2 separate regions of the Sus scrofa genome follow, and region 2 is linked to region 1. The links are chromatin contacts, called in public HiChIP or PLAC-seq maps. All regions are on one chromosome and are shown on one strand. The core of a region is the stretch at or near the end of the contact, and the rest is flanking DNA. Distances in the headings are between cores, read along the strand shown.

Region 1 (6,224 bases), core at 481-2,980:
TCCTGCAGCAGGAGGGATGAGGGGCAGAGTCAGAAATAAGACCATTATGCCACTGGCTGGGATTTTTTCAGGCCCAAACTTACTAGTTTGGGTTAAATGTTACCTAACTTCTTTAAACCTCAGTTTTATTACTGATAAAACTATTTCTCACCTCTGCCCAACCATGCTTGTTATAAGAGAAATCAAGTAAGGAGACCACCCAACACAGAGGTGGCATCATGTAGCAGGAACTCAAGGTCTAGTCCACCTGCAAATGTCACTTCTTGCTATTAAAAAAGTTCCAAGAGTTCCCGTTGTGGTGCAGCAGAAACGAATCTGACTAGTATTCATGAAGACTCAGGTTCGACCCTTGGCCTCACTTAGTAGGTGAGGGATCCTGTGTTGCTGTGACTGTGGTGCAGGCTGGCAGCTGTAGCTCCAATTCGACTTGAGCCTGGGCACCTCCATATGCCTAGGGTGGGGCCCTAAGAAACAGAAAAAAAAGAAAAAAAAAAAAAAGTTCCAGAAATGCCTCAAATAGGAATAGCAGTTACCCACTGCTGAAAGTGGTGTTTTTGATTTGCTGGTTGGGTGCCTCATTTGACTGCCAACCTGACTTAATCCTGTCAGAAGCTTCTCTCAGGAGAGTTCTGTCCCTGTGCTTAGGGTGGGAGGCTCTATCAACTCCCCAGCGCAGAGTGGGCACTCAAGGACTCAGTGGTGTCCTCCCCTCATTCTACATTTCCTCCCTTCTGGATAAACAGTGGCCTTGGCTTCTAACCCCAGAAGCTAGACTGACGCACCATAAACTCCTCCCCCTGCCCATTGGAAAAGCAGAGCTGGCACACACCCTCAGCCTTCCCTGGAGCCTGGCTGGTGGAACCTTCAGCTTCTGTCGTGGGAGCAGACTGGCTGGGCCGCCCCTGGCCTCCCTCTGGTCCTGCTTCCGGTTGCCCCGGGGTGTTTTTGGGGTTGGAAGTGTGGCCAGATTGCTTGGCAGCCCCATTCTTTTTGTCTTGGTTCTTCATTGTTGTTTGCAACGTTAGGTTATGAGCAGAACCTATAGAAACAAATACACTTGCTATTTTCCAGACTTTAAACAATTCTTCGCAGCCTGGATCTGATATCTCCACACCGGACCCGCAAAGCTTCTTAAACCGACCGGCCTTCCTCGGATGGGAGCCAGTGGGGCTCCCTATCTCTGGTCGGTCAGGGAAGTCTGGTGTGCCCAACAGCAGGGGAGAGGAGGCCTCCTTTTTCCCCGAAGCTACTTCCCCGGCACAACCCAGCCCTCTCACCACAGCCCGTGCGCCGGACAGGCTCAGGCCCAGGGACTGACGTGGCGGGACGCTGGATTCCCGGTTCCTCCCCGCCCCCCAGGCCCCACGTGTGCCCACCCCCCCGCGCGCGCGCGCAGCCACCCACGCCCCGCGCGCCCTCCAGCCGCGCGCTCCGCCCGCGCATGCGCACAGGCCTCGGCCCCTGCACTCCAGCCCGAGTCCTCGTGCGGAATCGGCGTAATTCCCTGAACCGTCCGAAGGCGTCGGGCCCCGGGCCCTCTGCTTGCCTTGTACCCCTAACCGACGCAATACGCACCCCACCGCCGACGTCCCGACGGCTTCTCCTGCTCTGGCCTCTCACCGGAAACCCTGGGTAACTGCTGCCGGCAGAGCCGCCTGCTCGCGCCGCGGCCAATCAATAGCCCGCGCTCTCGCGGGGCTTGCTGGGAAAGTTGAAGCGAAGGCGGCCTCTGAGGCGGGTGAGTTGGGAAGGCGGAGTGGGGGGGTGGAGGGACAGAAAGGACTACATGTCCCTCCATGCACCGGGCTGATCCCGACTCCCAAGCTGCAACAGGGCTTTCGTTCTTGGAGCCCAGACCCAGGAGGTCCGAAAGCAGCCAGTCATTCTGCACTGGTACTCACGTCAACCTCCTTTCCATCACGCAGAAGTTATGATTCAGCTCCCAGAGCCTTGCGCCTGGCTGCTTTTTCCCCGCACACCTCAACCCCGTCCTTCCCTCCTGCTGAGGATATCTGTGACTATCTAGGAACTCTGAGGACGAGGGATAAAATACGGTGCTGGACATCAGATCTGTATTCCTTCCAGTCCTAATTTCATCACTAATTTGTTATGTGACCGGGCATTCTTTTCATTCCCAGAGCCTCGATTTCCGTATTCCTATAGAAAATTTTAATAACAGTAGTTCTTTGAATGCTAGCTTTCCCAGTAACTACTCCAGATAAATACTGTAGTATTTGTTACTCTCAATTTACACCTGTTAGGTGATTGTCCAAGGTCACATAGCTATTGACTGATTAGAGCAGTTTCAAAGCCAGGAAGTCTGGCACCCATCTCAACTACTGGACTACCCTGCTTCTTACTCAGGAAGAAATAATCACCATGATGCGCTTTCCTTGAGGGTGAGTCAAGGTAACTTGGAAAAGTAAATACTTAATTTCCCATCCCCATTTCCACCTTGAGTCCCTCTTTGGAAGGTGCTGAGGCCCTGTAAGGGGAAGTTTGGTTTCAGCAGATTCCTGAGCCTTTTCTTTGGCCCACTCCTACCAAGTCCCAGTTGCACTGGTGCTAAAGGGGAAAAATAGCCAAGCTTTTCTCAAAATGTGAAATCACAATTCTTTTTCCATTTGTCTGTAGACAACAGAATAAAACACAGCAACCTATGTGCTTGGATTTTTTTTTTTTTTTTTTTTTTTTTTAAGGGCTGCACCTGCGGCATATGGAAGTTCCCAGGCTAGGGGTCTAATCAGAGCAGTGGCTGCCAGCCTGCACCACAGCCATAGCAACGCCAGACCCGAGCCACATCTGTGACCTACGCTGCAACTCATGGCAATGCCAGATTCTTAACCCACTGAGTGAGGCCAGGGATCGAACCTGTGTCCTCATGGATGCTAGTTGGATTCTTTACCTCTGAGCCACAACAGGAACTCCTGTGCTTGAAATTTAATGCCTAAATGGTTTTGCTTTTATTTCCTGTCAATCCTCCTCATCCCCTTGGCCTTTTAAAAAAAATTATTAAAGCGTAGTTGATTTACAATGTTTCGTCCCCCTCTGCCTTTTTTGTTCCAGCTATACTTTTACTGTTTCCAGGATTTCCCAGGTTTTTGCAGGTGCCATACCATTGTCGATGAAAAAAATGTTACCTGCCATATCAGTAAACAAAGGATGTTGCAGCCATCAAGCCATCACATTACAGCTGCCCAAAGGTGAGCCCTGGGGGAACTCAGGGTAGAAACAAATTGCCTGCCATCTAGCAGTCTGTGCTGCAGTCACCCTCCCGCCCAAGCCCATAGAGCACCCTGAGGAGACTCAGGATGAAAAAGCACCTGATAGTGGCCCCAGTTAGCTGAGTTGCATATCAAAGGAAATAAGCCCAGACTCTTGCATCTTCCCATACACAGAAAACTGCTAAATTCCTTAACTTGAAGTATCAGGTTTTCGTTTCTTTTCTTTTTCTTTTTGTCTTTTAGGGCCACACCCTCGGCAAACGGAGGTTCCCAGGCTAGAGGCTGAATTGGAGCTGTAGCTGGCTGGCCTACACCACAGCTACAGCAGTGCCAGGTCTGAGCCATGTCTGTAACCTACACCACAGCTCACGGCAACACCGGATCCTTAACCCACTGACTGGGGCCAGGGATCGAACCTGCATCCTCATGGATGCTAGTCAGATTCATTTCCTCTGAGCCATAATGGGAACTCCTCAGGTTTTCTTTAATTAACAGTAATTTACCTGCTGTTTGTTGAAAAAAACTATTATAGATCCTGGCTTCTCCCTTACGTCTTCAGAACAGTCTCTCAGAAGCTGCATCCTGGACTTAAGTACTCAGTTTTGTCTGCCAAATAAAACAACTCTCAACGTTTAGGTTGTGCTTTTTTTTTTTTTTTTTCCCAGTCAGCACCACCTTCCAAAATGCCCTTCTGAGTAAAACAAAACCTTTTGGGGCCCACCCACTTCAAAGAGCCTTTGCAGTGCTCTGCAGTTCATCCTAGCTCCCTAGGTGTGGAGAGAGTTCTGTTACATCACTAGCGATGAGGTGTTGAAATTATTGCTTACAAGTCCCTGAAAATTGCAATAACTCTTGGCTAAATTCTCTAGTCCTAAAGCCCAGCATCAGTCTGGGGGTAGAGAAGGCAGAGAATATTTTATTTAAAAAAAATTTTTTTTGGCTGCCCGGCAGCATAGGGAGCTCCCAGGCCAGGAATCAAATCTGAGCCACAGCTGTCGCAACACTGGATCCTTAACCCGCTGTGCTGGGCGGGGACTGAACCCATGTCCCAGAACTCCTGGAATGCTGCCAACCCCCACTGCACCACAGCAGGACCTCCAAGAATGTTTTAAATTGTGCAAACTGGGCATTGTTTTAGGGCTCTTAAGATGGTAAATGTTTCCCCTGGTTGAGGAGACTTCTGGGCAGTACTCTTCCCTATCCCATAGGCAGCATTTACCAGGTTACGGTGAAAGGTAATGTTGGTATAATCATATAATGGAACTCAAGCTCTGAAAGGTTTGAGATCCAAGTCTCTCAAAACTGAGGCCCTGATTACTTTCAGAAAAGCATATGGTTAATGGCTTAAGGAGATTAACTATGAATCAGGCCTTGATGGATTTCTATAGGAAGAGGGTGTTCTAGGCAGAGATAAAGAACATACCAGGACAAGGTATGCACGGGGTGAGCAGTGGGTGGCATGTGTACCAAGAAGGGTCAACAGTGGCCTACAGCTGAGTAATGAGCACAGCAGGCAGGCAAGGAAAGAAGATTTAGAAAGTTACTTTCTCCTTTGCCATAAAAGAAAATGGCAACAGTATTAGCACCTGCCAGTGAGTCAGGGAGCCCACTGGGAGTGGTGGTGACTGGTTAAATAGAGCTCTTGCCCATTGTTTTCAAGCAGAAACTCAGGCTCAGGAGTTCCAGATATTTTTAAAGATACATCTTTATTACTGTTATTTTTCAATATTGGCCACAAATTAAAATTTAAAACATACTCTATAAGCCAACCAAAACCTTCCTTTCGGATTGTATACACTTTTTGGCTGCTGGCTTGCAGCTGCTGCTTTAGGAATTGATCTAAACCAACGTGAGCAGTTTGTGAACTACTTTGGGCTCAAAGGGAGTGGCGAAGAAATGTGAAAATCCTTTAGAGAAACTCTAGAAAATGCAAACTGAACCATAGTGACAGAACTCCCGATTGGTGGTTGTTGGGAGTTAGGCAGGAAGAGGGGATTCCTAAGGGGCATGTGGAAACTTCTAGAGGTGATAGATAGGTTTCTTCACTATCTTGATTGTGGTGGTCTTGTGGATGTGTGTCAACACTTAACAAATTTTTTTAAATATGTTGCCATCTACTGTATGTCCATATTTCAATAGAGTTGATTTTAAAAATTTCTTTATAGCAGAATCAGGCTGTTGCAATTCTCAATTCCACTGTTGGGCCACAAGTTTAAACACCCTCTTTTCGCTCATTTCCAAAAAATCCAGTCTAGGATCATTCCAAAGAACACAATTTAGAACTTTGCAACAGGTTTTTATTTTTGCTTTGTATCTATTACAGTGTTTGAAACCTAAAGAAATACATTTTCTCTTCAAATTTGGATGTGTATATAAATATCATTTGTCTGTCTGGACTCAGCACACTCAGCGCCATGGTTTCTTGGCTTATGTCTGCTCTGAAATCATCAAGCTCTGTCTTGTCTACCCAGGGGCCCTGAGAATATGGAAAATAATAGCCAGAGTTTGTAGTTCTTAAAAGCAAATCAATTTGAAAAGAAAAACCAGTGAGGAAAAAGGTTTGATTCACTTTCCTTGGATCTGGAGCTGGGAAACCAAGCTGTTTTTCAGGGGCATCTGTCTTGAGTAGCTGGGTCCTCATACCCCCTTTCGTCTTTAGTGGTTCAATCAAAGGCAATGCCCACAAAAGCTGGCTAAAAGAGCCAAGACTCAACTCAGGGCCTGAGGGTTCTTGGCATGGCAGACTTTACTCTTCACAAACCCAGAAGCTGAACATCTGGCCTACATAAGGGAAAGGGTTGGAGTTTAGCAGAGGGACCCAGGTATGTGCTAATGTGGACAAAAACAGCTAGGCTGGCCCGAAGTAGAGAGGTGGGCCCAAACCCCCTGAAGATCTTTATGACACACTACACAAACCTTTCTCTTCAGGGGTGTTCTGGGCCCTCAATTTAATGGCACCTCTTCTAACTCATAACCAGATTTGATTCTGCAAACAGCCAA
Region 2 (5,709 bases), core at 2,226-4,725, 150 kb before region 1:
TGTTCATTTTAGGGGGAAAAAAAGAAAAATTTTTACCCCATGACCTCATCACCTAGAGAGAACTATTCATATTCTTGTGAATATTTTGCTCATCCTTCCTATTTGTGTGCATGTATCTATGAGCATATTTTTTAAATGGAATCATACTACGTATATAGGAACTATCTTTGTAGTTGTCTTCTTAGTAAAAACTTCTACATGTACATTTTTTTATATTGCCTGTAAGAAGCCATACCCAAATATGAATGTTTGGAGCAGTGGTTGGCAAACTTCAGCAGCATCAGAATCATCTAGCGCAGGAAGGAGTAAATGTTTTCCATACAGAGCCAGGTCAAAATATTTTAGGCGTTGGGGATATACAGTTTCTGTCCCACCTCCTCAACACTGTTGTTTCAGCATGAAAGCAGTCATAGACAATATGTAAACAAATGGCCATGGCGTGTTTCAAAATTTTATTTTCAAAAAACAGATGGTAGGCTGGACTGGGTCCACAGGCCATAGTTTGCCAACCCCTGATTTAGAGAAAGGGTCCATGAATATTTATTGAGTACAAACTATTTGTTCTAGTCACTTGGAATGCATAAGAGAACAAAAGAGTCCTGTCCTCGGGGAGCTTTCATTCTGCCTCCTCTATTACTAGACAATAAGCATAGTAAATCTGATTATGTAATACACTGGAAAGTGATATAATGGAAGAGAGAACCACCAGAGCAGAGTGAGGGGGGCACGGTTGCCGTTGAATGTTGGACAGTCAGGGTAGGCCACACTGAGATGGTGAGATTTGAGCAAAGGTGTGAAGGAAGCAAACAGGTTAGCCTGTGGATATCTGGGGAAGAGCTCCAGGTACAGGGAACAATCTTTGCAAAGGCCCCAGGTAGGAATGTGCCTGGTATGTTTCAGGAGTAGCAGGATCAGTGTAGGTAGAATGGTGTGACTGAGAAGGAAGAGGTTCATTGTTTATTTCTTCCAGAAGATTTCCATGGCCCCCAGGGAGCTTCTGGGTCAAAGTGCTTCTCCACTATTGGGTAACTGTTTTGCCATGTATATAAACGTTCTATAGCCTAAACTTTAAACGCCACATAATGTTTCATCTTATGACTGCACCATTTATTTTTGTAATTTCCTAGCAGTGGACTTTCAGGTGGTTTTCGAAGTTTTCATTACTGTAACAGCAAAACAGTGAATATTCTTATGGTTATGTTTTTTTACCAAATCCAAGATTCTTCCTTAGAATAGATTCCTAAAAGTGGGATCACTGAGCCAGGGAAGGGAGAATGTTAAGGACCTTTGAGGTGTATTTCTCAGGCCCTTGTAAAGGGTGCTGTCAGCCCCAGCCACAACCTCTTCACATACCCCTGCCTGTCTTTCACACTCTGGGTCATCGTTCTAGGCTCAAGCACAGACATCAGCGAGGACTGGGAGAAGGACTTTGACTTGGACATGACTGAGGAAGAAGTGCAGATGGCACTTTCCAAAGTGGACGCCTCTGGGGAGGTGAGTGGGCCTGATTGGCCACAGGGAGGCAAGCCCAATGATCCCAGGTCTCAGGACTCGCCCCACCAAGCCCAGGTGTCCCCTCAGGATGGGTCTTTGCTCCTAGCTAGGTGGCAGGCTTTCGGGAAAGGAGCTCAGGCCTCCCACTCAGGCCCAGAACAGTTGTGATCAGCAGGCTCTGCCTCCCCTCGATTCCAGGGTGGATGGCTGGGAGAGTACTTGACATTAGCTCCTGTCAGAATTACCTGGGGAGCTACTAAAAAATGATTTGCCATCCTGCCCCAGATCTTTTGATTCATGGTGGCCAGATGGGGGGAACTTGAGCAAACTCCTGGCCTTGGAGACAATTTGACAGTGTGATCACTGAACCTGAGCCTCTGTGGCCTGGCATTGATCACTGTAATCTCATACACTGTGATAGATGATGCATGTGCACACTTGAGGCATAGTCCCTGGGAAACATGGGAGCACTGGTCCATGTTCCTGAAACCACCACAAAAGCCAATCCAGTTATAAGCTCAAAGGCCTATTATTCTAAACCACTTCTCAGGATCAAGAATGGGTCGTTTTGAATCAGAGCCTGGGGATGAAGCTCTCACAGCTAATAAGGGACAGGATTGAGGCTCCAGTCCACACATGTGATTCAAGTCATTTTATATCCACTGTCACACAAGAACCACATGGTTCCTTCCATCATGTAGCTCAAGAACCTGCTCTAAAGAGGCGAACAGATTAGAGAGATGGGAAGGGCCTTATTTTTCATGTTGGGAGACTGAGGCCTGGGGGCAGGTAGTGACTATGCAAGAGTATTTTACACCTGTGACCTCACTATACTCAGGATAGAGAAGGTCTTGTGCCCTCTCATGCCACAGGGCCTTCATGTCTTTGCTGTCTTCGAAGCCCTTTTTTGGTTTTTGGTTTTTTTTTTCTATTTTGGCTGCCCTGCGGCATATGGAATTTCTGGGCCAGGGATCAGAACTGAGCTGCAGTTGTAACCTAAGCTGCAGCTGCAGCAACGCCAGATCCTTAACCCACTGTGCTGGGCCAGGAATAGAACCTGTGTCCCATGTTCCCAAGATCCTGCTAATCCCATTGTGCCACTGCAGGAACTCCTTTGCAGCTCTCTTTATTTTATTTTATTATTATTATTATTTTTTTTGTCTTTTTCTATTTCTTGGGCCGCTCCCACGGCATATGGAGGTTCCCAGGCTAGGGGTCCAATCGGAGCTGTAGCTACCAGCCTACGCCAGAGCCACAGCAACACGGGATCCGAGCCACATCTGCAACCTACACCACAGCTCACAGCAACGCCAGATCGTTAACCCACTGAGCAAGGGCAGGGACCGAACCTGCAACCTCATGGTTCCTAGTCGGATTCGTTAACCACTGCGCCACGACGGGAACTCTTGCAGCTCTCTTTAAAACTTGACATATGATAATGCAGAACAGAATCACTCTATAACCCATCATACCAGGGATTGCTGCCAACAAGCCAGAAGAGTTGCCTACAGAGACTTCAGCTGGGGATTAGGGAGCTAGAGCCCCAGGTAGAGACCCTGTGAGCCCCTGTAGTCCAGTGCCATGCTTGCTTCTAATCACAGTGCCACTCTCAAGTTTCCTGCCTCTCAGACTCGTGTTCTTAGCTGCTCTGCAGGAGACAAATTTTCCTTAAGGGGTTGACTGACTTAGTTCTTATAGGCAGGGTATCCCCTTGTAGTGTCCAGTGTTGATTGGTAGAAGCTTTCCTTTGAGTCTGGAGCAATCAGAGCAGCCGACTCACCCCCTAGGCAGAGGGCAGCTCTGCTCCCCAGACATTCCTTAAGGCTAGTAGTTCGCATTTATAGGAGGCTGCATATGGCCCAGGGGTGGGGGTTGTGGGAGGGCTTTCCTGAAATGGAGGCAGCTGGGGAGCCTGGGTCTGGGCTTGACTCAGAGGAGTAAATACGTGTTTGTGCTCTCCATTATCCCCTCCCTTTGCAGCTGGAAGACGTAGAGTGGGAGGACTGGGAATGAGGGGAGCCAGAGCACGCAGCTCCCCCGCCACAGCACCTCCCACCTCCCTCGCACGTCTCAGCCTGGCCCTGGAAGACACTGACTAAGACTGTCCCCTAAATGGCCTCTATCAGCCAGAGCTCTGGGGAAATTCTGGGTTGCTCCTTGTTGGCCCTTTAGGCCTCTCCGCACATCTGGGAAGGGGCTCGATAAATCCAAATCAGGAACTCTGACTTGTGCTAACCCTAGGATGACCCGAGGGGGAGGAGACCTACCCCCACCGGAAGAGCTTACATTTTTCTGCTGAATGCCCTCTGTTCCTGGGTACGCTTGCTAGGAAGTCCCAAGGGATAGCCCTAGCCCATCTACCTGTGTAGACAGAGGCTAAACCACCAATCTCTTGGAGGACGCCGAGACAACACACTCTCACCTACAAGCAGGCAGGGAAGGCCGTGCCACCTGCCTTTGGCTAGACAGGGATGCGAACACATTTCAGTTCCTATCCCAGCGGGTAAGAGGCATTCGCTTCTGGGACATTTGCCTCTCTTAGGAATCTCCCTCCCAGGCATTTTCCATTCCTGGAAAGGTTCCTTGTGGTTCAGAATCTAGAGACCAAATTTTGAGTTCCCGCCTCCCTCCTTTCACCCAGTCCAGGTTGGTATGTCCCCAATGCCTTTCCCAAGGCTTCTTCATGTCAGATGCACCCGAGTCCTTAGCCCAGCTGTGCCACCTGCAAGAGTCTGCTCTTGCTCCTCTTCCCCTCCCCAAGAAGGGAGGGGGCCACTTCAGGCCCTTCCATGCGTTGACTGGCAGGATACCTTGTCCAACCAGCTACCCACCTCGACTCCCCTGTAGCTTAGGACACAAGCCAGCTACCAGCGGTACAGAGCAGTGATCAAAGCCGAGTACTTACAACTCTGGTAAGCCCAGCTTCTCCGCCGCAACCCTTCGGTTTCCTGAAGGGATATGTTGGGGGTGAACTTCTTGAGACTCTCATCAGGCTTCTGCAAAAGCTCTTCTTCCTGAAGGCAGATCCAGTCTTTGTGGCTCTCACCCTCCACACTGGTAAAGCTGCGCCTCTCTTGGGGGAATGAGGGGCTGCAGGAATCCCTGGAGCCCCTGGTGCTTCATGATGCTGCTCTGGTGATTCTTGTACATAATCTGGTGTGTTCACCAATGATTTAAAGGGATCGTGGTCAGGGACGCCAAGAGAGTGGTGGTCACTTCCACTTCAGACCTTCCGTGAGGGGGTGGGATGGAGAGAATGCTTAATCTTTTTTTTTTTTGATGGGATGGGGTTTTCTCTTTGTAATTATTTCTTTAGTTTAATTAACCTTTTGGTTGTTTGTGCAATATTATATATTTTAAATTATAATGCATCTCCCCAGAGTATTTTCTAGCTGGGAAAAGAAAAAAGGAAAAAAAAAGATTCTAACAGCTGTTAGTTTTGTAATTAAAAAAGAAAGAAAAAAGAACTTTTTCCTGAACCTTTTCCAGATTTGCCGTTAACAGCATTAAAGAGATTCAACAGAAGCTGGAAAGTGTCTGGGGGTCTGTTCTTGTCCCCACAGCAACTGCCTAGAGCCAGAGCAGGGTGGCTTCCTACTTAGAGCCTGGGGGAGGGTTGTGGTGGGAGGTAGCCTGGGTCCTGAGGAAGTCCCTTGTCCTCATCCCAGACTCGGCTCGGCCTTTGGGATGAGGAAGGGCCAAGCCCCCAGCAGGCCTCTCACCAAGACAAGGAGTCAAGAGGCTGTTCTGCATTCCCAACGCTTCTGCTTTTATTTGGAAAGGAAGTTGCAACAACAGTTTTTTCAGTTGCTCTTGGTCATTTTTCTCCTGTCCTCCCCCTGTACGTGTATGATTCTGGGGACTGTTTTTAATTAACTTTAGTTAAACACCGGTATGAAAATCACTTGTCAGCCGTAATAAAAGGGAAGTCTGAATGAGGCCCTCTCGTTCCATGAAGATCTTTAAAGGGAAAGAGAAGTAAGGCTGGGGAGGGTATAGGTAAGATTTAGGATAAGTAAACTTAAAGTGTAAAATATATATCAACATTTTAGAAGCGGGTTTTTGGGTTTGCTTTCTCCCCCTGCTTTATTGGGGAGGACTTGCCATTGCTTTTATCAAGTGCTTGCTAGCCATGGATGCCAACTAACTTCTTCAATTGAAGGCCGGAGGGTCATGTCTGGTTCCAGGAGCCGCTTCAGCAAGTCCTGGCATTCG

The links. HiChIP or PLAC-seq counts read pairs in DNA pulled down with a chosen protein or histone mark.
Region 2: a contact with region 1 is called in an H3K27ac HiChIP or PLAC-seq map of alveolar macrophages. The contact joins the promoter of FAM229A here to the promoter of TXLNA in region 1. A contact is called at or near these places in 1 of 47 Hi-C or Micro-C datasets (liver) and 1 of 2 datasets of contacts at active chromatin or transcription factors (alveolar macrophages).

What each region holds. Positions count from the first base shown.
Region 1 is chr6:88,655,557-88,661,780 of Sscrofa11.1, reverse strand. TXLNA (alpha-taxilin) reads right to left here and starts at 1,730. Exons shown (of 11, transcript XM_003127774.6): 1 at 1,576-1,730; 2 at 830-1,039; 3 at 1-2. The coding sequence starts at 1,007. KPNA6 (importin subunit alpha-7) reads right to left here. Exons shown (of 14, transcript XM_021095806.1): 14 at 5,500-6,224.
Region 2 is chr6:88,811,460-88,817,168 of Sscrofa11.1, reverse strand. FAM229A (protein FAM229A) reads left to right here and starts at 3,475. Exons shown (of 3, transcript XM_003127761.4): 1 at 3,475-5,709. BSDC1 (BSD domain-containing protein 1) reads left to right here. Exons shown (of 12, transcript XM_005665183.3): 10 at 1,391-1,494; 11 at 3,475-5,709. The coding sequence ends at 3,507. TSSK3 (testis specific serine kinase 3) reads right to left here. Exons shown (of 2, transcript NM_001287419.1): 2 at 5,610-5,709. The coding sequence ends at 5,610.